Regions from separate parts of the Mus musculus genome. Here regions 1, 2 and 3 are each linked to region 4. The links are chromatin contacts, called in public Micro-C and promoter capture Hi-C maps. All regions are on one chromosome and are shown on one strand. Each heading gives the region's core, a stretch centred on a gene start, on an enhancer-like site or on the middle of the called end of the contact. The rest is flanking DNA. Distances are from core to core; before and after follow the strand shown. Region 1 holds the start of Limch1 (LIM and calponin homology domains 1). Region 2 has its middle 30 kb from the start of Limch1. Region 3 holds the start of C330024D21Rik (RIKEN cDNA C330024D21 gene). Region 4 holds the start of Phox2b (paired-like homeobox 2b).

Region 1 (7,141 bases), core at 1,551-4,050, 350 kb before region 4:
GATTCTGTCTTTTTTGTATTTAGTCACCATGATGCTGCTGGATGGCTTGAGGCACTAATGTAAGGTGGTCTGAACAGGGGTGGAAAGGAAGTTGATCATGCTGTTATAGCAGGCCTAGAGAAAGGCTGTCTGAGTCTATGTCCTAGCTTCCTCATGTCCCCGGATTTCTCATATCAATGGGAACAGGACTAGAATAAAGTTTGGGTTGGTTACCTATTTGTATTGCAATGAGACCTATGCTTTGCTCCATTCAAATGCCATATAAGTAGTTTTCAAAGTTTATACACTGTAAGTCATCTGGCTCCCAAACAGAGAACTGTGTTTCAAGCCTGTTTTGGGTTATATCTCTGTGTTATAGTGGCAGAATTCTACCCAAACTGAATTCAGACTATTAACAGATGACAGATTTAGCTATGGTAAATACCTGCCTACCTCTAGTCACCCTCAATGACCTCTTACCAGCAGCCATTCAGAGAGATAGATCCACTGGCTTTGTGTCAATCAAGAACATTGTATTGCATAAAAGTTTCCTCTGAGATTGCAATATTACATCCTGCAGGGAAGCTCTTTAAGCAGGAAGGTAACCAACTCAAAGTAGCTTCAGGAAGTCCCTGAAACTGACCAGATTCACCAGGCCCTGACCTGACAGAGTAAGCAATAAACACTGAGTATCCCCTAAGAAGAGCAGAGCCAAGCAACAAAGAAGACTCTCCAACAAGCTGAGCTGCAAAGAAGAATCAGACCAGACCAGCTGCCTAGAAGAAGCAAGGGCCAGCAGAGCTGCCTGGAAGAAGTTTAGACCAACTGAGGCACCTGGAAAGGGTACTCTTCACCCGTTGAGCTTCCTGCAGGCTGTGCTGTGAGCTCCAGGTTCCCAGCTTTGTGAGCTGTCACCCATGCTGGGGTGAGCTTTAGTGATGCAGTTGTCTTTGAGTCCTTTCTGCGACTGTAAGTAACGTCTCACCCACGTTCCTCTAAGTAACCCAATGAAACTCATTGTTCACCAAGTTGGACTTGTATCTCATCTGCCACAGGATCCATGCCTAGTGTAAGTAGACATGTGGGTTGTGTCTTCCCAGGAAAGGTTTGTCACAACACCCTGAGCTTACTGAGCCACAGATGAAGTGACTGAGCAAAACTAAGGGGTGATAGAAGGAAGTGGGCAAAGGTGGGAAACCAGGGGGGTTTAGCATTCCTGGGCCTGAAGGGAGGAATGGGTCAAGAGGAGACAGGACCCAAGGAAAGAAGACATATGTTGCTTTAGAGTGGTGGTGTCAGTCAATCCTCAGGGAGACACCAGCGTAAATACCCAGTTTCCTTCTCCACTTGTCCCTCCTCCAGGCCTCTCCCAGCATGCTTGCCTCCCAAATGCACTGGTGCAGCCATTTCAAGAGCAACATGAGCAGCTTATTAAAAATCAACTGGCACCTTCTCTCCTCAACACAGGCCATCTCTTACCAGATAGCTCATTCTACAACATCTTTTGATTCCCATGTTTATTGTCTGCTCCCCAGTGTGAATATCGGTATTGTGAATATCTAGAGAAATACATACAGAGAACGGTGTCTCATATAGCTCAAGTTGGCTTGTGCAATGGATGACTTTGAATTTCTGATCTTCTGCTTGCACCTAGTGAGTGCTGGGATTATGAGCTTGTACTTCCAAGGACATGACGCTGGGGACAGAAAGCAGGGTGAGCTGCATGCTGGGTAAGCGTTCTACCAACTGAGCTATATCCCAGTCTAAGTGTACGTATCTTGAAGGCAAGTTCTTAGAATTGTGTCTTGCTGTGATGAAACACCATTATCAAAGCAACGGGGGAGGAAAGGGTATTGGCTTACATTTCCCTATCTCGCTGTTCCTAATCAAAGGAAATTAGGACAGGAATTCAAGCAGGGCAGGAGCTGATGCAGAGGCCATAGAAGGGTGCTGCTTGCTAGCTTGCTCTTCATGGCTTGCACAGCCTACTTTCTTATAGAATCCAGGACCACCAGCCTAGGGATGGTGCCACCCACAATGGGCTAGGCTCTCCCTCGCATTTTCTCAGTTAAGGTTCCCTTGTTTCAGATAATTCTAACATGTGTCAACTTGACATAAAACTAACCAGCACACATTTTAGGAGTTTTTGTTTGTTTGTTTGTTTGTTTGTTTTTGTTTTATCCCTCCCTGCCCCCACCCCACCCCCCATTCCCAATCCGGCAGTCCTAGGTTCCTAGCTTGGTGGTTGGAGAATAATAAGAGCTGAATAAATCCTGTGAATGAGTCAACAGGCTAAGGCCCAGGTAGCTTGCGGGGAGTCCCTCCCCTTTTAACAGAAAGATCTGGCGGTTGCCTTGTGAACACCTTAGAGTGCTGGGTCCGGAGCTGCAGCTCTAGGCCTCAGGTCTGTAGCTGGGAGGGACAGCAGGTGCCAGTCAGTCCTCCAGTTCTGCCGCAGTAGTGCTGTTTCCCCGCCCAGCTTCACCCAAGGTGCAGCTCGACCTGCTACCCAAAGTAGCCGGCCGGAGGCAGGACAAGCGGGGTGGCGGGCCGTGTTCCTCCCACGGTCCTTGCATGAGCCCGGGAAGGACGCCCGGAGCTCCTGGCAGGTTATTTTTAGTTGGGGGAGGGGACGAAGCGGCGGGCCCGGGCGCCACTGGCTGAGGTGGCCACGGTGTCCTCCGGCAGTGCGCGCCGCTGTCCTCCGGGACCTGCGCTCGGTGGGGGCGGGGAAGGCGGCTGGAGAGCGCGGCGGGCGGGAAGGGGCGGAGAGCGCGCTCCTGCGGAGGAGGCTGTGCTCATCCCGGCGGCCGAGCGCTCCAGTACTCGCCGGGCTTCGCAGATGGCTTGCCCCGCTCTCGGTCTGGAAGTCCTTCAACCCCTGCAGCCCGAACCACCTCCGGAGCCTGCCTTCGCCGAGGCACAGAAGTGGATCGAGGTAGGTGCCGCCACCGGCGGGCGGCCTTGCAGGGGCGCCCCAAGCTGCTGCCCCGAGAGCAGCGACCTCAGGTCCAGCCTTCCCCCACTTTCGTGGCCAGCTTCCCCAGGTCATCCTCCGCGGCCTTCGGAAGACTGAGATCCCTTGGCGTTGGGGCTCTGGGATGGTGGGCGTGAACAGGGGGGACACTGCGGTCTAGCTGTGCGCCCAGGGGCAAGAGGCTGTCCCCTGCGCCTTCATCCCTGCTGCCTGCGGAGCTCGCAATCTCCGCTTGGTTTGCAAGTGCTGCTACGGAAAGCGCAGTGCGAGCCGTAGCGCTGCAAAGGCTACAGGGGCTCGAGCTTCCAGAGCCCTTTGCGGGAGCCGCATTTCGGGGTGTCCCGCTCACTGCTCCACATTCCCTTGGCCTCTCTCTTCTCCCTTCCGGAGCAGAGTTGGCAGTATCACCACTGAGGCTCATACCCATCCAAGCCTCTTGGCTGTGTTCTGGCACCCGTTCAGGTGCAAGGTTGGCGCAGAGCACAGCGTAGGGGGGAACCTGCAAGACCTAGTTGTGAGTGCGCTATCCGTAGACACGCTGCCCAGCTATCGGTTGTCCCAGAGACCGCAGGGTGGGCTGCAGCAGGCCCCGTACCGGGCCAGGTTGGCACATTTCACTTCTTAAATGACTCGGTGGAAGGCCAAGGAAATCACTGGAGCTCTCGGCTCAGTCCAGGAAGCGCTCGCTGGGTGATCCTGATTCATGATGTCTATCTGCAGGTGCAGCTCAGTAGCCCTGCTATTCTGAAACAATCCGGTCTTTGGGTTCAGGACGCGTGGAGGGCGAGAGTGGGAGAGGTGATTTGTGATCCACTCTTGGAATTCCTATGAACCACCTTTTAAAATGCCTTGTAGAAGAGGAATTTGGCTAAATGGCGCGCAACCCCCTTGGCCTGAGAGTTCAAAGGAGGATGTGTGCAGCTAAGTCGTGACCAAGCAAGAATACGCTTCAGAGAACTCAGATGGTCGCTTAGCGACCCCATCCCCACCCTTGGGACAGCCCAGGTCTCCAATGTTGGTAGGGTGATAGAACTATAGGGCTGTATATTTAAACCTGCTGGGTTGCCTGCAGAGGCTATTGCTGGAAGGCTCAGCCACAGGCCGCCACCTTTCAGGGTCAACCAGCTTCATGGATGCAAAAAAGCTCCTTAGCGTTTGGAGCCATCTATTTAAAAACGGAACTAAGGAAACAATATATACCAGGCACCATTACTAAAAGTCAGGGCTGGCTTGTCTCTTGTAACTACCAGATGTAACTTACTACCAGATGAGAAAACGACGTTAGCCTCTTATTTTTGATGGAAGGCTTATTTTGATGGAAGGCTTGGAGCATGACAGGTGTTCTCTCTGAGTTTGGGGCTCACAGGCTCACTGGAGACAGTAGTGGAGAGTTGTGTGACAGCTTCTTTCAACTTCTTGAATTTTTTGGGGGGGAAATTAGCCTCTGTTTTCTCATAGGCACGTGATTTATTCCCAGTTTCTTTGATAGTAACTGATAGTAATTTATAGTAATATTGACATACATGTCCTGCCTTTAAAAGTGCATTGTGGTATAAACTCCATGCAGGATAGAATGCAAATCTGAATCTCACATCTCTGTGAATTTTGGAATATGTACACATATTTATTACATCTCCCCATAGATCAAAATATATAAAGATTTTTTTTTCCTGTTGGTATTTCAGGCTAAACATTACACAGTGTAGAACATTAGCTTTCATATCAGCTTGAGGAAAGGAAGAGACAGTTTAAGAAAGCAGAGCCGGGTTAAGCGCTAAACACAGTTTAGAATGGCTCTTGATACTTTGCCCTTTAAACCAGTCAAAGACAGTGAAAACCCAAATGGTGTGTGTGTGGCTTTAGGACCAGGCTGCCAGGCACGCTGCGTGTGCATAATTGAAGTGGCCTATCTCCTTTCCTCAGTGGAGTTGGATTTCATCAAAAGGGGAGTTTCCTCTCCTAAGCCCAGGCTGGGTAAAAAGGTGTGTGTGTGTGTGTGTGTGTGTGTGTGTGCATTGGGGGAGTGCTCAACACTCCCCCCCCTTTCCCCTTCCCATTCTTGAAATGTAAATGCCACGTTTGCAAACTGGGAGCCGGGGGCCATAACAGATGGTTTTGCACACAGTTGCCCACTGAACAAAGATTCCTGGGCTAATACAGCAATAATGTGTTTCTTAGTGTGAGCCGCTTCCCGTGGGGATTCTTATCAGGAGACAATCGCATCTCCCCTTAGGGGCCCATTGTCTCTGGCAACATCCTCATTGGGGAGGGCTTTGTTTTTCGGTTTTGTTCCATTGGTGATTAAATTTCCCACAGGCCTTTTTCATTTTTTTCTTTCTGTGCAGTCAGGAATTTTTCTGAAAAAAAAAAAAACCCACCAAAATGTTCCCTTGGGTGCAGCAGGTTAATAAATAAACTTTGCTACTACTCTGCATCTTTAGTTCTGGGCTTCTTTGAGTTGGTCTGTCTAGAGAATTTACATTCTTAATAAGGCTCACAGAGCAAGCTTCCGGACACAGGTTCTTAGCAAGGAATTTCTCAGCCTGTAGCCTTGACTGTTTGAAGACCGTCTTACTGGGCAGGAAATATGGCTCAGAAGCCAGGCTCCTACCTCCCCCAACACCAGCTTCTGCTTCAGCTGCCAAAGGTGAACTCAGTAATAAAGCTGGGCTCGGTCCGGTCACAGACTGGGTAGGGACAGCTGGGTCACATTTCCAGAGACTTTCCATGGTTGTAGGAGCAGCCTGAGAGTACCTTAAGTGGTTTTGGGGAGGGTCCTAAGGGGAGACAGCAAAGTTCAAGGAATAATTCACTCTCAGCAGGCAGAGGCAAGGCCAACTTCCTATTGAATTGCCTTTCTAGCTTATTTTCCTAGGGCAGTAAGCTGCACAGTGGGCCAAGAGGCCCAGCTTCCTAGCTGGAAGTCCTTGGGTGGGGACCAGGTCTGTCACTTCTAGCTGAGTGACCTTGGGCAAGCTGCTTTTCCTGTCCTTATGTTTCCAGATATTTTCTTTGAGAGATACCTCGAACTAACAACAAAACAACAAAGGGGATATTGTTGAAACATCTGTAAAACAGGACATTAAACAACACCTCACTTTGGAGGAGTGCCGCAGGATTTAATACGTGAATATACTTTAAAGTGCTTTAGAATAGGCTTGTTGGTTAAAGCATTTGCCTGGTGAGTGCGTGGATTGGTATTTGGATCCGAAGTGCCCACTAGGTCCCATCTGTAGTTCCAGCACTGGGATCTCATGCTAGCTGGCTTGTTAGACTAGCCCATGGCAGGGAGCTCTATGTTCAGTTTCGAGATGCTGCCTCAAAGAACAGTATGGGGAGTGATCCAGGAAGCCTCCTGATGTCAGTGTTGTGGGTCCATATATACAAATACACGCACATGCATGCACACACACACATACACACAAACAACAAATCCATAAGACATGTGCATGTTAAGAAAGTACTTAGAATAGCACCTGGTACTGCTTGAGTGATGATATCATAGTTACCATTTATACTACTGTTGCTGTTATTCTTACTATTACCATCCTTGCGATGACTGTTGGTGCTATTGCTAATAGCAACTGAATTTTATATTGTTCTGTTTTGGTTTCACTCTTTTATTATCTTATTTTATTAATTATTTATTTATGTTTCAGTACCAGGAGTTGGGCAAGTACTCTTTCACTGACATAACATCCCTAGTCTTATATTGATGTTTTGAGACTGAGGCTTGCCTTGACTGTTTGAAGACCATCTTACTGGGCAGGAAATATGGCTCAGAAGCCAGGCTCCTACCTCCCCCAACACCAGCTTCTGCTTCAGCTGCCAAAGGTGAACTCGATAATAAAGCTGGGCTCGGTCCGGTCACAGACTGGGTAGGGACAGCCCAAAGTAGCCCAGGCTGACTTTGAACTCTGGGCCCTCCTGGGATTATAGGCATATACCATAACTGCCTGGCACCAAGTCTGAGTTTGAAAGACATTCTTCAGAACTATAAGTTTCGAGTGTACATACTATAATTCAGTTACCTACTGATTTCACTTCATTATATTTTACTTTACTTAATGCTTGATCAAATCTAACTCCAGACAGAAGTTGTCGCTATCTCTGTCTATTAATTCTGAATACTTGGGCTATTGATTAAGCTGATACTGCATGCTACCTCTTGTTTGCTTGCTTTTT
Region 2 (6,600 bases), core at 2,088-4,587, 380 kb before region 4:
CCAGCACTCAGGATTCAGAGGCAGGAAGAATTTTTTTTTTCCTTTTTTAGTATAGAATAGAGTTTATTTAGGGCATGGGAGGGGGAGTTGGGAAAGGAGGAGAGAGAGAGAGAGAGAGAGAGAGAGAGAGAGAGAGAGAGGAAGAGGAGGAGGAGGAGGGGAGGAGGGGGAGGAGAGGAGAGGAGAGGAGAAGAGAGGAGAGGAGAGGAGAGGCCGGCCATGAACACATGGAGCATGGAGAGAGGGGGAGGGGAATGGGGAGAGAGGGGTAAGAGGGTAAGAGAACAAGAGAGAAAAAGCAAGAAGATTCTTGTAAATTCAAGGCCAGGCAGGGCTACACAGCAAGAAGCTGTAGCCTGGGCAGGAGGAATGGACAAAGGAAGGGAGAGCGAGATGGAGATTTACTAAAACACTCCATGATTTAGATAAACAGAAGCTAGATTGGGAGACGACATTTGTGTTATTGCCGCTTGCCTCACAATCAGTCCAAAGCTTAGCAGCTGAGAACAACAAACACTTATTACCTCACAGTGTCTGAGGGCCAGGAATTTGGGAGACGATCAGGGTGTAGCTCCACTTAGGGTCTCTCTTGAGGTCACAGCTAACCCATTAGCCAGGGCTACAGTCATCTGAAAGCCTGACCGGGGCTGGAAGGTCCACACCCACAGCCCTGTGTTGTCCGCAAACTTGGGCTCTTGAGCCAGCTCGTCCTTGTGAGGGGCTCTCCACAGGCTGCTGAGTGTTCTCACCACAGGCTAGGGCCTAAGAAGGGAGCAGAAAGGATCAAGAGAGCCCTGCATGGAAGCCACAGGGTTTCTCACGGCCAGCTGTGGAAGAGTGTTAGCCCAATGCTTGCTCTCTGCTGTGGGAGCACAGTGAGGAAACACCAGCAGTCAGCGAGGGGGAGCCACCTTGCTGACTGGCTCCTAGAGAAGGTTTCATGTCTCATCTCTGTGACTAAATGCCTGACAGAAGCAATCTGAGGAAGACTCCTTTCCTTCCTCTCTCCCTCCTTTCCTTCCTCTCTCCCTCCTTTCCTTCCTCTCTCCCTCCTTTCCTTCCTCTCTCCCTCCTTTCCTTCCTCTCTCCCTCCTTTCCTTCCTCTCTCCCTCCTTTCCTTCCTCTCTCCCTCCTTTCCTTCCTCTCTCCCTCCTTTCCTTCCCCTCTCCCTCCTTTCCTTCCTCTCTCCCTCCTTTTGTGGGTGTGTAGAAATGTGTGTCACATGCGAGCCAATGATGGTGCCATACCAGAAGACACCGAAAGGGGGCGTCATATCCCCTGGCACTGGAATTACAGGCAGTTGTGATCCCCAGGAGTGGCTGCTGGAAACTGAATCCAAATCCTGTCGTGCTCCAGTCCCAGAAGTGACTTTTTTATTTTTTAATTTTTTTAGATTCAGGGGATTCAGTCCGTCATGGTGGTTGGGGGGGGGGGGGGGACGACGACGACGACGGGGAACAGGGCATCTGGAGTGGCTCAGCTGATGGGGTTCGGGTTCACCATGTTGTTTCTTATGCTAAGTAGATAAGGAAGCAGAGAGCCAGGGCTGGGCTATCAGATGCTGCCTCTCCTCTGCCAACCATGACTTGTATTGCAAAGACTCCCAAAGGCTACAAGCTGGGAACCCGGCATTCCAACACTCAAGCCTGTGGGAGGACATTTTTAATACAAACCATAATACTTCCACACCCATTTTTTTCTCTCTTAAATTACTAGGGGTATCTTTAGAAATTCTTAGGTCCTTAAACTTCCTGCCTCTCTGGTCCGCTGATGGGCTCAACTCTCCGACTGTTTTCCTGTCTAGTGAATCTTAGGCAGGACTTGCTGGAAGAGGAACAAATCCTCCCAAAGGGTATCTATGCTATGAAGATGTTTTTTTTCTGACCTGCAATCTCAGAAATTCTAGCTATCCTCTCTGTGCCTGGTACCTTATCTTAACTTGATCACCTGAAATGCTGCTGGGACAAACATACGTGCCATAACTGAAAGACGTTTTTCTGCTCAAACATAGGCACATTATCCCGACACCACAGTGGCTCACCCTCTTCTCTGCTTATTAGAATCCCCTGGGAAGCAGTTAAAGCTACAAATCCGCTAAGCCGGGTGTGTCTCTGTGCTCAGGACAGGCAGAGAGTCAGACAGGCAGAGCTCTGAGTATTTGGGCTAGCCTGGTCCATATAGCAAGTTCCAGGTGATCCAGCAGGTGGGACACAGCAAACCCCTATCTCAAAATAGAAACAAAATAACCAGGCCACCAAACAGAAAAGACAAAACAAAACCCAGTCCGTTTCCAGGTTTGCCAGATGACTGGAGTTTCAGAGCTGTTCTGCTCTTGCAGAAAGTGGAATCTGGTTTCTAGCACTCATGTCTGGTGGTTCACAGCTACCTGAAACTCTAGTTGGAAGGGAACTGACACCGCCTTGGACAGCGCACACATGTGCACAATTGAACCTCCTCCTGGAAACGTATACACACAATTAACTGGAAAAAAAATTGAAACACTAATTCCTGAATTCCCCTGAAGATCCACTGCTTCAGACCATCCAGAGACAGGCTCCCTAAATCTGCATTTTGAACATACTAAGAGCTGGGGAGATGGCTCAGCGAATGGAAGTGAGTGCTGAGCAGCCATGTAGACCTGAGTTCTGACTTTTGTATATATGCAGTGATGATGGTGATCAAGCCAGGTGTAGCTCCATGTGTTTGTGACCCCACTGCTGCATGGGTGGCAGACAGGAGGCTTGCTAAGGCTTACTGACCAGCTAGCTCAGGTGAAAAAGGCCAGAGCCAGGTTTAGTGAGAGACACTATCTCAAGAAAAGTGCCATATGACAGAAGAGGACATTGACAGTCTTCCTTTGGTTTAAAATGACGTACATGCACACACACACCAGAAAAGAGGGACTGAAAGAGTTGCCCCCACATCTAACAGTTGGTCCTGTGGTGGCGGCTGGAAACTATGGGCACACAGTTTTAGTATGTGGCTTTCACCACCTTCTTGGAGGGTCAGTTTCCACTCAGGGGAAGCTTTTTGCTCACAAGAGCCTGTTTCCTTTCCACTGCCATCTGACAGTGTGCTGAGTGAGCCAGGCTCCTCCACTTCTTTACACACCTCCATCTTCTGATGCCCCCAATCTTTGGTTCCCACTGTGTCAGCCATGAACTCGGAGTAGCCTGTCAGCACCACAGGCTTGTGGTCCGACCTGCAGAATTGACTTTATCTCCTGGGCCTTAGACTCCACTAAGAGGCCCAGTGACTCCTGGATAAGAGGACACATGGCCATCTTTTGACACAGCCAGGAAATCTCCCCACCCCCACAGGCAATGAAAGAACACAATGCCTTGTAGAGTCGCCTCTTGAGCATTCCAAGATTACAATGGATTGCACGAGCCAGGAGACTTCTCTCCTATGGGAAAACATTCAAGGCATGTGAAAACTCTTAAAAGCAAAATTTAAAAAACAAGTCCTTGTTTTTTCATACACTCCTAGGGCAAATATGTACTAGGCATCTCTGATCATAGCTATTTCCATTTTCTCACCCACTCCAGCCACAGTGACTCCAGTGGTTCTTGTAACAGGCACTATTGCTGGGCTAAGGAATCTGTACTTAGCTGCTCTTTCTGCCTAGAACATTCTCACCCAGGTATTTGCTTGGCCAATTTCCTCACCTCCCTCATGTCTCTAGGGGAACAAAACTGATACAATGAATACTGCATATCTTACAATACATTTTAACAAAACTGATACAATGAATACTGCCTATCCTACAATACATTTTATCAGATTGGCTTACGTGTATAGACTGGGCAGGCCCACAATGGTGGAAGGGTCTAAGGACCCAGCCACTGCTCAGCTCATGAGGCTGGATGACTGACTCAGAGTCCCATACTAGTCCTGAAGTCTAGAGGATTCCTGGAGAGCTGTTGGTCTTCATTCCACATTGGATACAAAAGTAACTTGGCTGGGATATACTGTAGCCCAGTGGGAGAGATGCAGGCATCAGCCACAAGCTAAAGCAGCCAATCAAGGAACTGCTTTTCCTCCTGGACCTTGTTATACTTGGCCGGTCTCTGGGGAAAGAGCTTCCCTCTTTGGTTAATTCTTCCCTGAAATGTGCTCCCAGACCTACCCAGAGGTATGTCTTTTAGTTAACTCCAGATCCAGTCAAGTTGACAGTCAAGATTAACCCTCACATCCAGCAACCAGCTTTCCTTTCTGAGCCTGCCCTACCGGTTTTTTTTTTTTCTTTCCAGTACCATTTTTACCTCTTACAACTTCCCAAATGATTTACCTTTAAGTGTGATTTTATTTTAATTTGCTACATAATAAGGATACATGTTTGCAGGATACAGTGACTGACTCTTTAGTCCATGTATGTATGGGCAATGATGGGGCAGTGGGCGCCTCTCTCACCTCAATCATCATTCTTTATGCTGAGAACATAGGAAATCTCCCTTGAAGCTGGAGAGATGGCTCAGTAGGTAGAGGGTTTCCTGTGCAAACATAAGGCTTAGAGTTTGAATCCCCAGCATCCAAATAAGGACTGGGTAGACATGGTGGCCTGGCTGTGACCCCAGATTGATTGTGGACCACTTGTTCCCCAATGGACAGTGCTACTTCGGGAAAGTTCTAGAAACTTTACACTGTAGAGCCTAGTTAGAACAACAGGTCACTGGGAAGAACCTTTGAAGGTTACATCTGGCCCACCACCTTTTCACAGTTGGCTCTGCTTTCTCTCCACTCTGATGTATGTGGCTCCTGCCACTGTGGTATTCTGCCTCTCCTTGGACCCAGGTTCAATGGAGGCAGGAACTTAACAGTCTGAAACCATGAGCCAAAATAGATCTCTGTCTGTCTTTTTAAATTGTTTTCTTGTATGCTTTGGACAGAGCATTGCAAAGAAACTAATGCAGACTGGACACAGACTTAGAGGTCAAAGGTATTTTCATGGCAACTGTACTACCTTGAGACAAGAGTGTTGGGTGGGGTGTCTCGGCTAAAACAAGCAGAGAAGGGGGGAAGAAAGACCCGGATTGTGCTGTTGTAAGGTAGTTCAATCAGAGAACACATGGACACACTTAAAGGTGAATAGAAAACCTGTGTTGCCTGCCATTAGCAATCTCCAACTAGGCTATACAGTATAAAGTTTCCAGAACTTCCCCAAATCATGTAGCTCCAAGCCTCATTGTACTTTTATGCACAAAAATCACATCCTTGGCAGGGACAGTTAGTGAGAAGAAAAACTAGAGAAGCCAAAAATCAAGGTTAGAGCATTTATGGCTTTTCTCAGATCCTGGAACCATAGTCCAGGTCTTTGATGCATTAGGTCTTTGTTCCCATTTTATAGACGTTGAGGTCTACTTGCTAGGTCCCAAGGTCAGAATGGTATCTCCAACAGTATCTAATCAGTTCCCAGGAGCCTGGTGTGCTGGTGTTGGTTTTTGCCTATTTGACACAAACCTGGATGTATGGAAGAGGAAACCTCAGATGAGGAGCTGCTTCCGTCAGATTGGCCTGCAGGCATGTCTGTGGGGCCATTTTCTTGACTGACAATCGATGGAGGAGACCCCAGTCCACTGTGGGCAGTGCCCACCTAGGAAGGTGGAGCCAGACTGTGTAAGCAAGGTAGCTGAGTGAGCCAGGGGGAGCAAGAGAGTGAGTCAGGAAGCAGCTTTCCTCTGTGGTCTGTGCTTTAGCTCCTGCCTTTAGCTTCTTATTTTGAATCACCGCCTTGGCATTCCTTGGATGAGCTCTAAGCAGAAAGACAGAATTAACCCTTTCATCCCCAACTTTCATTTTGGTCGTGCCATTTACCATAGCAACAGAAACCAATCTAGGACCCCCTAGCTTCTTTCAAGCACAGAGAATATGTATGGCTTCACCCAGAGTCCCCTTTCTTTTCTTCTTTCCAAAAGGCGTATCAGCCTCAGAACCTGTGTGTTATTACAGAATGTGTAATTTGGAGAACAACATTCTTTATTTTCTGAACACCTCCTTCACCAGATGTGAACCGTTACCCACCTCAGGGATCAGTCCCCTGATGAAGCTTAAATAGGCATGTCATCCGGAGTTTAAGAAACATGTGACTGTCCCAGAAACAAAGCCACATAAAGGCTGGAGGAAAGGGGCTTGGTACAGAGAGGAAATCTGTAGTTGTTGAGATGAGTGATTCCAGAGGATTTAAGTAAAGTACTTTCCACCAGGCAGTGAAAGAAATGTCAGTGGGGCTTAGAAGGTCACAGTCTTAACAGGGAGTCCTTGGCTGGAGATCGGCTGGCTGCAGCAGACAGTTTCTACCTTTTCATCCTCCAGAGGAAAATGGACAGGCATGGGGTAATGAACCAGCAATACTGTCAAAAAGGATTTCAAAGAGTATAAGGAGTAACATTCACTTGTTAACTCACAGTTGAAATCTCTCACTTTCTCTGTGTCTTCTCCCCTTCTACCCCCCCCCCCCCCCATGCCCAGTCACACCTCTAGGCTCAGGAGTGGAGGAGGAAAAGGCCAACCTTACTTGAGCCCCGTGTTCCCAGCTTCCCAGCTGTCCACAGAGAGCTGCTCAGTGCTTACGGGAAGAATGCATGGGCACCCTCATCAGAG
Region 3 (7,150 bases), core at 1,308-3,807, 360 kb after region 4:
AGGGGAGGCAGAGTTAGGAGAGTAGGAAGCATGGAAATCATGGAATTGGGTGATTTGGGCAAACATTTCTGCTCTGCTTCATCCCAGTGTGTGCTTAATTTATCACATACTATTAAACTTCTCTTAGCTTTTCTTTTACACCTGAAATTCTTATTACCGAAGGTTGTATTTGGTGGCAAGCGATACCATAAAAGGCAACCTATGACAACATGACCCTGAGGGCTACTGCTGGCCTATGTGACATATATTGACATATATTAAAAATATAGATATAAATATAGGTACAGATATAAATATCTTAAATCCATTGTTTTCTGCAGGTGATTTACTTCTGCTTGCTAGATGCTTATTGAAACATATTGATGCTCTGAACAAAGTACTTAACTGTCATCTGCAGGAACTTGTCAGGAAAAATATCCACGTCTGTGTTGTCTACACTGTGAATATGGTTTGATTGTACAACACACAACCTGCAGAGACTTACATGGTATGGTGTGTGACGGTAACATAATGTAATGTTTCCTAATCTCATTCTACTTTTCTTCTCTCTTCCAGATAGGACATTCCTGCCATAAAGCTTTACCTGGATAGCCTACATCCCATGTGGAACCGTGAAGACCCCTATTGAGGCATCTTTGTGGAAAGCAAAAGTTGTCAAGACAATTCTCCACTATCACATCAACCTTGTTAGCTCTAGTCTTAACCAGAGTCAGGCCGTGTTCCCTTTATCTTATAATCTCATCTCCTAGGGCAACTTATGCATGTGAAACATGAAGAAATAAAAATGAGTCCCCTACAGAAAAAAACAGACTCATCTACCTGTAGGGGAAAGCCACTAGCCAGGTGCTGGGGCTTGCCCTTCAGTCTTGAGGCCTTAGCCAACAACTATTTCCAGCACTTTCCATTTCTCTGTCACATCCAGGCTGTAGCCACCACTTAATAGCCTTGTCTTTTGTTCACCCTTCTTTCTCTGCAATCCACAAATCTCTCCTGCCTCTTAGCCTCCCTCACGATGTAGATCAGAGATCATGATGAGCAAATGTGTTTTAGACTGCTTGGATTATTTGTTTTTCTTTCAGTCGCATGTCCATGACAAAATTCTGATCTGGATTTGCCTACCTCCCTTCTTTAGCAAGTGGGCCTCACTGCCTTACACTGTACACTGGAGAGCAGCCCCTCCCTAGTCCTCAGTCATGCCCAGGTTGTTACTCTTCCAATCACCCGCAGCCACCAGGCTATAATTCACTTGCTCCATGAAGCCTCCCACCTCCCACCACTTCTGCCAACTTGGACCTTAGCGAAAAAAATAAACCTTTCTCTTTCTATCCCCAGCTTCCCAGCCTTCCTCCCTCCCCTCTTCTACATCATCCTGTCCCCTGTTACCTAAGCTTCACCCTTCCCTACCTGTCACCCCTCAAACACCTCCTGTTAGCCAATCTTTTTTTAGCAGTTGCTCCAATGTCTGTCTTCATTGTCAAACCTCTAAAAGGACCCTGATCTTTCCCCAACAGCAGTCATCACTTTTTTTAACATAAAGAAGAAAAGAATTTTCTTTTCTTCTTTTTAAAGATTTATTTATTTATTTTATGTATTTGAATGCTCTGTCTGTATGTACACCTGTGCCCCAAAGAGGGCATCAGGTCCCATCACAGATGGCTGTAAGCCACTAGATCCTGGAATGGAACTCAGGAGTTCTGAAAAAGCAGCCAGCGCTCTTAACCGGGGAGCCGTCTCTCCAGCCTCTAATCTTACTTTTCTACTCATGTGAATTCATTTCTCACAGCCAAAGAAACAGAACCTCTTTTGGTAACTTTAAACAGGAAAGGAATTGATCAGAAGGCTGTCCCACTAAAAGTGGGCACCACTACCACCTGGCTAAAGTTTTTAATACTTTATATTTGACATCTTAATATCTTGAGTGTTATGTGCTGAAGAATTTGGTTTTGTTTTCTAATTAACCAAGAGCTAACTTTTAAAAAGACCATTTGTTTATTTAGAGAGAGCTTGACTTATTTAGAGTGAGCATACCATGGTGCCAGTATTGATGTCAGAGAACAAGTTGTGAGAGTTGAATCTCTCCCTCCAATGTGTGGGTCCTAGGGATCGAACTAAGGTCTTCAGGCTTGATGGCAAGACCCTTACCTGCTGAGCCATCTCGTCCATCCTAGTTGACCAATTTCTGAACATTTTTTCACCTTTTGAAATAATCTTTATTTCCTCTTTTTGTGATTCTCAGCTCAAACTACATGAAAATTTCAATCAATTTGAAAAAAAGAAAAAAAAAAGAAGAAGAAGAAGAAAAAGGCTGTTCCATAACTCAGAGGGGGCAAGGGCTGGGATTCTTGCCCCATGGCAGGAGCTGAGAGCAAGGTAGCTTGAAAGACAAATGTCTTCCTTAGCCTTGACCTTTGGGGGCTGTAAGTGCTACTGTTTGCTGAAGGTTTAGAGGGCATGGCTTTCCCGGAGGAATTACGTAGCTGGGGGAGGGACTTTAAAGAGTGACACTACTAGTTTGCTCTTCACTATTTGTACTCGCGATTCCGGAATGTGACTTCTCAGCTTCCTTTTCCGGTTGCCATCCTTGCCATCCGCTGTCATGCCTCTCCACCGCCACGCTTCCCCATCATTATGGAGATGGACTTGTCCTGGAACCATAAGCCAAATAAAGCCTTCCTTCTGTAAGTTTCCTTGGGAAGCTGAGCTCAGGTGCTCCGTCAGCAGGTCTGGCGAAGCCACAGCCCCGGGGGCCGGGCCCTGCCCGCTGGCGCTCCCTCCACTCACGACCTTGCCTTGTCCCCCTGATCCTCCATTCTTTAATGTCTTTTCTGGGGCTTCTTCAGCCTCTTCCCTTGTGTTGGATGGAGCTGATGCAGAGGCCATGGAGAGGTGTTGCCTCAGCCTGTTTTCCTATAGAACCCAGAACCACCTATGCAGGGGTGACCCCACTCACAATTTGCTGGGTCCTTCTACATCAATCACCAATGAGGAAAGTGCCGTACAGGCTTGCCTACAGTTTGATCTTCTAGAGGCATTGCCTCAAAGGCTCCCCCTTCTCCAGTGACTCTAACCTGTGTACAGTTGACATAAAACTAGCCAGCCTAGTATTACATCCAGCTAGTTGTACATGCGAAGCCTTAAAACATATATGTTGGAGGCATCTCAAGGTTGGTGTTATACTAAAGCAGTGGTCCTTTATCTGTGGGTCAAGATCCTTTGGGAGTTCAATAACCTTTTCACAGGGGTCGCCTAAGACACAAATATTTACATTACATTTCATAACAGTAGCAACATTAAGGCTATAAAGTAGAAATGAAATCATTTTATGATGCAGGGGGGGATCACCACAGTAAAAGGAACTATATTAAAGTGTTGCAGATTTAGGAAGGTTGAGAAGCAGTGTACTAGAGGGTATGATACTGCCATTGGAGGTTATGAAATCATCTCATAGTATCCTCCTATTTCCACAGCGAAATGCACCATGGGGTTGAGTTCAATTAGCAGTCTTGCCCAAGCTCAGGTTTTCCTACCAAATGCGTTAGGGAAACTTGGCTTACAGAGCTCTCTGGGTTTCAGAATTAGGGATTAAGGATCATAAACCTTACCTTATGATGACGTTCTCAGGATACCTCCACACAAGTTAGGGAGTACAAGTGATGGGTACAGTTGTTTAGACATAATTGGTAAAGAGCTCTTTTAGGCAAAACACAGATAGCGTTATCAGTTGCTTCAAGGGACCTCCTGTGGGTTTTGGAGAGTTGAGCCATGATGTCAGGGTGGAGGACATTCAGCTGTGTCATTTGTCACAGCAGAGGATGTGCCCCTCTTGTCACACTAAGTCTCACTCAGGTTATATCCAGGCTTCTAGACTGAGACACCCAGACAGTGTCCTGGAAGGAATCCAGGGGCCATAGACTCCTTGGGAGATGGGAAAGCTATTATTGTATTCTCATAGCCGTTTGATGTGTCCTTTTCGAGCATCTTCTCTTTGCAAAATATTATAAATTCCATCTGCATAAGCTTTTATTGTTTATCTAATGTTTCAGACACATGGGCCATTTTTACAACCCTGAAAGGAAGGTGCAGTAAATATTGTCATCCTGGTCTGACTGCTGAGGAAGCAAAGTGTTATGGAGGTTAAGAGTCACTTTAAGGCACAGAAGCAGTTGATAAGAGACAAAAAGCCAGTTCTCTCTTCTGTGGCGTGCATGTTAGAGGTCTGTGCTTTGCGAAAACAAGAGAGGAATGCATGCTTTAAACCCATAACAGTAATCTGTTTTGCAGATTATAGCCCGACATCAGATGCGATTGAAGTGGCTTTAGCAAATGTCTTCTCATAGAGCCTGCTCAGCCTAGGGTAGTTAATCAGATGTTTCATGGGATAAAGGGCTGCCACGTGCCTTGCCTGCTGTCCTGAATCCTTCTCAATACCTGCATGACCAAGGATTTATTCTTAATGGCTGAAAGGCAGGCTGATGGCCCTCTCTGGGAATTAGCATCCTTGTCCAAAGTTGCATTGATTTAGAGAGACAGCCCACACTCAGTGTTCGATAAGGGGACAAAAAAGCCCAGTTCCTCTGCCTGAACTGGGGATACCTCTGAAGGAGCATCCCTGCCTCAGACCCTCTGAGGGGCTGGCTGAGTGGACAGTATAATTTTGCTACAGCCTCTCCCTCCTCCTCCTTTTACCTCCTGTGAAAACTATGTCCAAGCCCAGCTCTGCACCTCAGAGTCCACTTGCTGGAAATGTGGAATGAAGAATGAGGACTCAGAGAGAAGTGGAAAGGCAGTACCTGACAGGCCTTAATCTATGAGGAGAGACTCAACTTTGTGGTCATTTGTCTTTAGTCATTAATAAGAGAACAGAAAATGACCTCCCTCTTGGATTTCACTGCGACTTTTCACTGACCGAGAGCACCCTAACATTTGCTATTTCCATTTATTTACTAATGTCCTCTGTCCCTTTAATTTATTTCCAAATTTGAACAGCCAAGTCTGCTTGAACCAATATTGCAACTGAAATTTGTCGAAGGCCGAGGCATTTGCTGAAACAGGAAATGGAGAACATTACAGCAGAGTGGAGCCCTTTTGGTAATGATGCATGGGGCTGAAATGATGTGAAGGGGAAACCATTTAACCATGTAAATTGAACAAAGGAGAGTTTCATAATAATGACCCCAGGCCCTAGCATGCTGGAGAATAAAAAGGTAGGTATCAGAATGAGGTCATCCCAGCACACGTGGCATCGATCTAGGGTTTGTCAACCTGGTTTGAGTCTCAGCCAGAGCGTAAGTTAGTTTTTTCTCTGCAGTCCTTTTACTCCTTGGAGGGTGAGAGAAAACAAAACAAAACAAAACAAAAAAAAAACAACAAAACCTCATGAGGTGGTTCTAAGCAAGAGCTATTTTAAGGGAGGAGGATTTTGACAAAAAGTTGATGACTTAATTTGAATCAGTTTTCAGGTCGGAGCTGTTGTGTTTGTAAAGAAAAGGAAGCAGAGAACAGGCTGGCACTGGTATCATTATTTCCCCCTTCCTGAATATTTCCTACCAAGCAACTGCTTTGGAAATAACAAAATGATTTCACTATGGAAAAAATGCCGAGAAAAGAATCCGGGGCTGTCTGATTGGCTAATAATGAACATAAAGGACGTCGTGCTTGTTGAATGGCAGATTGAAATCCGGTGTGTATTCATGCAGATCTTATGGGGGTGGTATTGGATTGGGCCACAAATTAGTGCTGGCATTAATGAGATGGAAGCTGTAAAATACGGAGTTCCAATAACCATGATCTCTGATAAGATCCAACTGAAAGCACCCAGACCATTCAGACAAGTTCTGCGTGAGAGCTGTGCAATAAACAACAGAGACATTCAAAATGGGGAGGAAACAGGATATGTAACCGACTGAGCTGGTATGGGTGAAAACGGCATTAGTGTGCAGCGAGTGACAGACACGGGCTTGCAGAGAATAATGATTTGTAGACACAGACACCATTTAGATGCAAGGCAAGCCATCAGAGAGGAGGCGTATGCCTACAACATGGTAGGGAAGTTTGTCCAAATCAGGCATTGCTCTGTGTCACTGCCGCTCCTGCTGCCACAGCCACGAATGCTCCTTCCGTGTGGTGTAAGTCCTGATGGTTTGTAGTACCCATTTACCTATGTTATCTATTTGCTCTCACAACATTTCTATGTGACTAGTAGAATGCCTGTGCTCCGTTATGTCATGATTTCCACGACCACGGGAAGTGTAGTCTTGTTCCTTGTACGAGGCACCTCCTCTTCCTGTTGACTGCTTGTGAATTCTCCTATGTAATTTATTTCAAAGAGCATTGCTGGGCGGCAAAATGAGGTCTACAGGGCAAATAGAGCAAATACATGGTTGTGGCAGCATTAGATAAGCCTATTAATATTAAGATGATTGAACAAAGGCACCGCCTAACATGTCTTAGTACTTAGATGCCATCTTAATTCTTGGATAACCTTAGTCTGCATAGCTTATTCCAGTCATTGTCCTTGTGTTTCCTACTGAAATAGGCTAGTTGGTGAGAACGTCTGTCTAGTTGGTGAGAACGTCTGTCCATTTTTACTGAACCTGCTGACTTCCCAGAGTTCCATTGGTGGCTTTCTGGATTGCCTTAGGTCTTGCTTCAGGACAACGGAATGGTATATCTCCTATGGGTCCCCTTAAGCTTATCTTTTGCTCATTTGCTGTCCCTCTAAGGAAACCTTGGGTCATGATAACTGTTTCTTATTTTGGTGGTTTGTATACGAATGGCATCCAGAGACTCGTGTGTTTATTCACGTGTTTGGCCCCTAGGGAGTGACATTGTTAGGAAGTGTGGCCCAGGGACATTGTCACTGTGGAGGCAACTCTGAGGTCTCATATGCTTAAGCTAGGCCTAGTGTGGCATTTACTTCTTCTGCCTGTGGATCAAGATGTAGAGCTCTCAGCTCCTTCTCTAGCATCTTGGCTGCCTGTATGCCTCCTGCCATGATGATAAAACATTAAACTTATGAAACTGTTAGCCAGCTTGAGTTAAATGTTTTCCTTTATTAGAGTTGCCATGGTCATAGTGTCTCTTCAAAGCAGTAGAAACCCTAACTAAGACGCTTAAACCCACAACTTGCTGTTCAAGGCACACATAGTGT
Region 4 (7,134 bases), core at 769-3,268:
TGCCTTTCGCTTTGGTGACACAACGGATCCACTGGCCATCCACAGAGGAACCTTCTTAGTGCTCACCGACCTTATACCCAGCTAGGGGGACCAGCTCCAGAAAGCACCTTTGCTCCCAATTGGTTAGCTATAGTAAGGTGCGGGTTTCTGACTCTAATGGAGTAACAACCCCTTCGTGAATCTATTTCAAGTCCTGGTTACTAGGAAATTACTCCTTGCGCCAGGGGCACTAGATTTTTTAAGGGCGCTTGAGTTAAGAGGCACTGTGGGCAAACGAATCACGCAATTAAGCTGACATAGATACAGGTAGAGGATGCAATCTTCCTCTCACGGGACACTTCTCTCCAAAAAAGCCTTGTTCGTTCAAACTCCCAAACCCCTGCTTTGGTGGGAAACACTGCAGTTGTGAATAAATTACCTAGAGTCTGTGTCCTAGCCCCCACCCCCCATCCCCGCTCGTGCGCATAACACTCCAAATCCCATTTCTGTGACGGGCCTGGGTCCCTTTGGAACCGTAAGCGTCAGCACCCACCCCCTCACTGCTGCTGCGGCACTCGGTCTCCCGTACCTGGACTCTCGCCTCGGTGAGGTCGATCTTCAGTGCTAGCTCTTCCCTGGTGTAGATGTCAGGGTAGTGCGTCTCAGCGAAGACCCTCTCCAACTCTTTGAGCTGCGCGCTTGTGAAGGTGGTGCGGATGCGCCGCTGCTTGCGTTTCTCGTTGAGGCCGCCGTGGTCGGTGAAGAGTTTGTATGGAACTAGAGGATGACAGAGGAGACTAGAGTGAGCAAAACAGTCAGGATGTGAAGGGCCACTGAACCAGAACGCGGGGACCAAGGTCAGATAGCCCGGGAGCCGCTACAGACACCAGGCACTTCTAGAAGGAGGTTTTAGTTACGGCGACCTGCCAAGAAAACCCAGCAAATTAGTATCATACAGAAACAGGGGCGCGAGTGTAACTTTGTGCCTGTTTTTGTGGCCCAAGTGCCTTTGGGTGAGATGAAATAGCAAGTTGGAGAGTGTTTGAGGCCCCAAATGGAGGATAGTTCATTCAGCAGGAAAACAGTCCAAAACCATCATTAGTTGGAATATCAGAAAGCCAGGAACGAAGTTAACCACTCACGCCCACTGTTGCAACTTTTCAATTCTCAGAACTTGATACCGCAAAGTTGGGGGATAGTGCTGTAAAGAAAACCAATAAATTCAAGAAATGATCATAAAAATGACCGGCCAAAGAGGTGTGAGCCGCTGTCGGTTCTTTTAAAAAAAGAGACACCGCCAGTAATGAGCTTTACTCTTTGTTATTTAATTATTTTCTAAGCTTTACGTCTCATCGCAAAGTAAATAAATTATGCCTATCATTTTGGCAGCTTAAGATAATTTTGTTGGCGGTTCGGGTGTGACTAGGATAGTGTAACCCTGTAAGTGAATTACCCCTCCCTGCAATCGCTTCTAACGTGATAAATTCTTTCATTTGTGTAAGCAAATTTCGTTTGGTAAATACTAAACACATTTCCATTTTCAAATGCAATCAAGGCTTCCTATATACGAGCGGAAAGGCAGCTTCTTCCGCTGAGAGAGCTAGCGGTCCTTACCTGCGGCGTACGGACTGCTCTGGTGGTCCCTGAGGGTGCCCAGGCTGCAGGATCCCGGCGTGAGGGACGGGCAACCGGACGTGGCCCCAAAAGTGGTCCTTATCGGGTTATACTGGAAGCCACTGGCCTGGCTGCAGGAACTGAAGTCTGCATATGCTGAAGCCAAGCTGGAGGTATCCATCCCGGCCATACAGGACTCGTAGGCAGAGGAATTGAGGTAAGAATATTCCATTTTATACATTGAAAAGGTTCTGGATGGCTCAGCCAAGTGGAAAAATGAAATAAAAGATGGATGTGGAGACGGTGGCTGGAGTGGGGAGATGTGCACTGCTCAACGCCTGCCTCCACACTGGCCTCCTTACTACCAGCCGAGCCTAGTTTTATGAAAAAGCCTCCTGTGAGATGCCTTGTCTGAGGTCTCTAGAGTATATAGTCCTCATAATAAACTTGGCTCTTTCCACTTGGACAATAGCAAAGCGGTTGGTCTTATTGCTGGCGCTTTTTACATGACAATAACTCATCCGTCTATTGGGCTGGCACTGGGGAACTGAGCTGTCCAACCTCCCTATCATTGATTCCTGCATCTCTAATTAGAATTTAATACCACACCATTACGCACCGAGCCCCTGATCCTCCCTTCTAACCAGCTCCTGCCCTTTAATTCAATCACGCTACTTGGAAATAATGAAAGTTGGGTGACGATTTTCCCTGATCCAATTTCCAAGAGCTTTTAAGCCTTTTTAACTGATCATATACCTTAGGCATAAATTGAGATAGTGTGTTTCCCCCCTTCTTCGTCCTTTTTTTTTTTTTTTTCTTGGTTAGGGAGAAGAAACCTTGATGTCATAGAAAACCTGTTTTGTAAGAGTGTTACACGCTCAATTTAACAACAAGCCTTCCCCCGAAGTGCATGAAATGCTATAAAGGACTGGGACATTGGCAAGACTCAGGCGCCCTGTAACATAGCGTAAGTGGGCCAAAGGGTTTTATGTGAACGATAAGAATAAGCGGATTTCTTTAAAATACACCTAGTCCAAGGGGTTGGAAAAAATAGCATCTTATCAATTGTGTTTCTCCTCGAAGCTTAATGTGCTTTCCAAAGACGTGGGCAGACAGCCCCTTTACAAGAGTAAAATAAACAACCGAGTAAAGCTCTCAAAGGTGAAACATCTGGATTTCCTACTGAACGTTTCTCTGCGCTTAGCAGTGCTGTGTCTGCCTGCGTTAGTTCAGATTTGCATCGGCGTGTATGAAACTTCCCGTGGTGGAGGTTCGTTTTAATCACTCGCTAGCTACCAAGCCCAGCACGAAATGTACCCAAATGGGGGTCTCCTTTTCCAGCCCTTTGCTCTCGCACTCTCTTTCGCGTCCCAATCCCCTCCAGACTTGGAGTTTCCCAAAGAGGATCGCTGCCTGTTTGCCCTTTAGGTTTTTGGACTTCACGGAGCAATTTAAGCAAACAAGGCAACGGCTCGAAGCAGCGCACTTTCCTAGTTCGATTCCTCGGGCTCTTGGGTCCTGGCAACAAGGCGCAGACAAAGAAGCCAGCCGTGATTTGTGGACCTCCTTGGCCCTATGATTTAAGCGGAGGGTAATTTTCATTTGGTTCGTTAGACTCTAGCAGAATAAAGGGAAATATTTCATTAAATCCTTCCTCTCGGTGGACAAGAGGGGGGAAATGCTTAGTTGAATCGCCGTGCGGTGTAAACAAACCCTGGATATTTTATATGAATTAAATGTGTAGATAATTAGTTTTATTGCATTCATTACCCCCTTTATGTGCTCTGTAACAAGTCAGTAATTAAAGTAACAAACTCATAAAGTCTTTATAGGGGCATTTAGGCGTTCAGTGTTTGCCAAACTAAGTGGTTTAATTCGATGCTAGTGCTGGGGAGTGGATGGGCGCCCGCTCTCCACTGCCACCCTACTTTATTGCACACTAAACCGCTGCAGACGCTGTAATGGATTAAACCCACAGCGACACCGGCCCCCAGCCTTTTCAGCCTCGGCCCAGGTGTTTGCGCATCCTCTGTACGGAAGAGCGCTGAACTGGCGAGTTCAGGCAAGGAGACCCAGCGAGGAAGCTGGTGATAGTTTTATGGGGAGAGCTGATAGTTTTATTGCAGTTGTACGCTGTACAATGCGTATTTGATAAAGAAGGGCCCTTGGTGAGCAACGTGCACTTTTTTTGTGCACGAGGGTAAGATGAAAATAAATGCGTTCAAGGTTTGACTGCGGCGGGAAACAAATTGCAACACTCTAAATGGTTTTTCTTTATGGTCACCAGACAAGAGGAGAAAAGGGGATACAAACATCTGTCTTCAGTCCCTGAACCTAAAGGCCAGCAAAGACGGATGCGAATCCAAGGGTTATTACTGCGCGAATTTGTCTTTATTTATCGCTCCCTCATGAATATGAATCTGCATCTGGACCGGGAGGTGCCTGTGTACCCCACGGATCCACATGGAATTTCCCTCGCTGGTTTTCTCCCACTGCCTTCCACTTCAGAGAGGTGGGGGGGTAAGCCAACAAGCACAAGGCGCTGATTGTCCAAGTTTCTCCGTTCCCTGGGAGTTAGGGCTGAGGCCAGAAAGGAGGGCAGAGTCGTTGGTTTTTCTCAAAGGGATGTTTTAGCTCAGGCCAGCGCTCTGACGATGCCAAAGCGCAGGGTTTAGACCAGGTTAGGCCAGATTAACACCGGCCAGCCTGCGCCTGGTTGAGACGGGCTTTAAGTGGTTTTTTTTTTTTTTTTTTTTTTTTTCTTGCAGGAGAGACATTTAGGGGGTCTAGGATGCGTTTAGTCTCTAAGGCCTAGGTTTGGCAAAGGCCAGGTTCAAAGCCTGTCTGAGGTGTGTGACCGGTGTAAGCCATTCGAAGCTTCACCCAGGCTCCTGACAGCTGCTCTTCAACAGAGTCAGGAACCCTCCACACCACGAATTTCTACACTGTGTTCCAACAGCCTCCACAGGCACCTTTTCAGCCGACTCCGGGTTGAAAGTTATGGTGCACTGGCAGTTCTTTGAAAAGGAGTTTGGGGAGAGGTTCTGGCTATCCTGTTCAATGCCCTCGGGCTGGACAAGTGGGGAGGGGGGTTGGGGGGGGGGAGAGCAGGAAATGCCCTCGGAGGAGGGACAAGCCCAGCCGAAGCCACCCGTAGGGCGCCAGCCCAAGGCTTGTCCCTCCCGTAGTCTGGCTCCAAGCTGCCTCCACTTGGTCGCGCCAGCCATCTTCAGGGTGCCAGCCCTGTTCAGCCGACTGGACGGTCTTCTGCCTCTCTCTAGACGCCCCCTGGTGCCCATCCTCACCCGACCCATGTGCTGTGCGCCTCCTTGAAGACCTCTCCTAGCTAGAACCGCACGGTTGGTTGAGCAAACGCTCTTGACTTCATTTTCCCCTTTGTAGGCCTTGTACGTTTATTTTGTTCAGTGTCACTGTCCCTCCCACTCGCCCTGTCCCCAGCCCTGGCCCCTCTTTTGTGGCTCAGGATCCTGATTCTGCTCGGCTGCGATGAAAGGCTTGTGGGGAATGGGCCAGCCCAGAGCCCCAGCCCCAGCTTCCCTGCTTTGTCCCAGTTGTGCTTTCTACACGCGAGCGCTCCCCTAAAAGTTGTACCAAATGGTTAATTTAATTATTCCAACTATAGACCAACTGCTTCAGCAGCCGCCACCACGCGTCTGGGAGGAAAAAAGAAGCCATCTATAAGAAATAATCTAATAAAAGTGAAGTGTAGAAAAACCCCTCCTGATTTTCAACCGGCACAAATAGAATTAGAGGTTCAGCATCCTTTTCCCAAACAGACCTTTTGTCCAGATCACAACTTCAGCCAACCAGCAGTGTGTACAGTGCCTGCTATTTATTTTAATAGAGGCGGGTGGGAAGCGAGATGGATTGATAGATAAATGGCCACATGGAGAGATGGATGGTTTGATCCATCTTCCTCTGTCTTCCCTTTCTTAGTATGTGTGCACGGTTGACTTTTTATCCCCCTGCCAATTTCCTAAATCAATAATGGAAAGGCGATCTTATGTGGCCAAAGGGGTGGGAGAGGGCTATTTAAATGACAAGAGGAAAAAACCCACCAGATTACCAGCACATATACCACGAGGGGAGAAAATGTTTACATGCTATCAGATGAAAAAGGTTGACCCGTTAAAAGAAACTTTTCTTCCCTTTACTTTGCCATTCATAGGAGAATCTCTTTTTTTCTTCTTCCTCTTCTTCTTCTCCTTTTTTTTCCTTGAAAGTCAGAAAGAATGTTAGGAGACAAGGAGACAAACCAAGCAAACAAAATGCCATTGTATTGTAGCAACGATTCATGGGAAAATGCTTGTCAGCTCCTTCATGCCTCACTCCTAGGAGGGTGTTTCACTGTAGGCAAGGCACAATGACACAGGGGTGAAGAAAATGTTAAACACTGGGCTGCAGGGAGATTTTCAGAGGAATTTTCTGTTTGGTTGCTTTATTTATTTAATGTTGCATCTGAATCGTCCACACACAGCCAGCCCCATGTTTGGTGGTGATGGATCTCAGAGCCGGCATTCTCTCAACCAGAGAATCAGAGGGTGCAATTTGTCCTTGGCTCTCTCTGCACAAAGAACACTGCAGACTGCAATTTCCCTGCTTACCTGCACTAAGAAAATAATCCTCACAGATTTCATCACGATGCCAACTCCCAGAACCTAAAACAAGGGAGCCACAAAACTCTCAAACCCAAGTATTCACTAAGCATCTGACTTTAAAAAAAAAAAAAAAAAAACCCTATGTACAACATTTGCAAAGCAACCCAAGTTTACACACTTCCCAATAGAAACCTTTTTAGTTTTTGTCACTAACCTCCTGACACCATGATTCTAATAATTGTTAACTGTTTGACAACGTGCACAAAGCAAGCAACCCAGAACTCACTCTGCACTGGGAAAGAAACCAGAGATGGTTAAGTCGCCTGGATTAGGGGGAAATGATATCGATGATGATGATGATGATGATGACGACGACGACGACGACGACATTGGCAGGGTTTCTCCAGGTCTCTGAGGACTGTGGGTTGGATACTGACTTTTGCATGTAGATGGGAGCATATAGACTCATGTTTCTCCCATTACCTGTTTATAACATGTGTATAGGATGGTAACCAAGCACCCAGAAGGTTCTAGGTTATCAAGGGGAGAAAACATGGGCAATCAACTGTGGAGATTCCATTTTTAAGGGATTTACAAGAAGGTATCTCTATATAGATATAGATAAGTTAATTTTATATGTTTTATCTTCCATTCTGCACAGCATTTACTCTTGATTATTACCATGCTTTATTTTTCTATGCAAACACTGAATGTTAGAGAGGCTGTCACAGTAAAAATCTTTCGTGTTTGGTTAGCAGGGTGGGCTTGGGTGGGAGTTTGACAGATGACTTCTAGGTGGTGTTTGTGTATCTGGATTTACTCTGGAGGTACTTCAAATATAAATGCTCTATATTGGCGGTGGGCTGCTGACCCCTGTAGAAGTTCTTTAAGGACCTCTTTAGGGGACACACCTGGTCCCAGC

The links. Promoter capture Hi-C pulls out the DNA fragments that hold promoters and counts their contacts. A called contact is a pair of places that touch in the nucleus more often than the background predicts.
Region 1: a contact with region 4 is called in a Micro-C map of embryonic stem cells, with 3 times the contacts expected there. The contact joins the promoter of Limch1 here to the promoter of Phox2b in region 4. A contact is called at or near these places in 4 of 39 promoter capture datasets (the 3T3-L1 cell line, cranial neural crest and embryonic stem cells), 9 of 484 Hi-C or Micro-C datasets (all in embryonic stem cells), 7 of 115 datasets of contacts at active chromatin or transcription factors (embryonic basal ganglia, embryonic stem cells and stem cell-derived neural progenitor cells) and 2 of 9 other capture datasets (embryonic stem cells and pancreatic islet).
Region 2: a contact with region 4 is called in a promoter capture Hi-C map of trophoblast stem cells, with 2.7 times the contacts expected there. The contact joins the enhancer-like site here to the promoter of Phox2b in region 4. A contact is called at or near these places in 16 of 39 promoter capture datasets (the 3T3-L1 cell line, 3T3-L1-derived adipocytes, the C10 cell line and 9 more), 5 of 484 Hi-C or Micro-C datasets (B cells, the HL-1 cell line, cortical neurons and 1 more), 8 of 115 datasets of contacts at active chromatin or transcription factors (embryonic basal ganglia, embryonic forebrain, embryonic stem cells and 2 more) and 1 of 9 other capture datasets (embryonic stem cells).
Region 3: a promoter capture Hi-C map of stem cell-derived epiblast-like cells shows a contact between it and region 4, with 3 times the contacts expected there. The contact joins the promoter of C330024D21Rik here to the promoter of Phox2b in region 4. A contact is called at or near these places in 4 of 39 promoter capture datasets (embryonic stem cells, hippocampal neurons, liver and 1 more).

What each region holds. Positions count from the first base shown.
Region 1 is chr5:66,743,089-66,750,229 of GRCm38.p6, forward strand. Limch1 (LIM and calponin homology domains 1) reads left to right here and starts at 2,801. Exons shown (of 26, transcript NM_001001980.3): 1 at 2,801-2,917. The coding sequence starts at 2,822.
Region 2 is chr5:66,712,409-66,719,008 of GRCm38.p6, forward strand. No RefSeq gene overlaps it. Among named protein-coding and RNA genes, the nearest start is that of Limch1, 30 kb to the right of the region's middle. Within about 2 kb of position 3,338, at least 7 of the 459 cell types and tissues checked have an H3K27ac peak or open chromatin away from gene starts, as enhancers often do. A contact at or near this core is called in trophoblast stem cells, where this site is marked.
Region 3 is chr5:67,461,341-67,468,490 of GRCm38.p6, forward strand. C330024D21Rik (RIKEN cDNA C330024D21 gene) reads left to right here and starts at 2,558. Exons shown (of 8, transcript NR_110363.1): 1 at 2,558-2,678; 2 at 4,987-5,088; 3 at 5,453-5,680; 4 at 6,536-6,664. RefSeq lists a cis regulatory region at 2,074-3,136.
Region 4 is chr5:67,097,108-67,104,241 of GRCm38.p6, forward strand. It overlaps Phox2b (paired-like homeobox 2b), which reads right to left and starts at 2,019. Exons shown (of 3, transcript NM_008888.3): 1 at 1,594-2,019; 2 at 569-756. The coding sequence starts at 1,834. It overlaps Gm33167 (predicted gene, 33167), which reads left to right and starts at 1,573. Exons shown (of 4, transcript NR_166599.1): 1 at 1,573-1,810.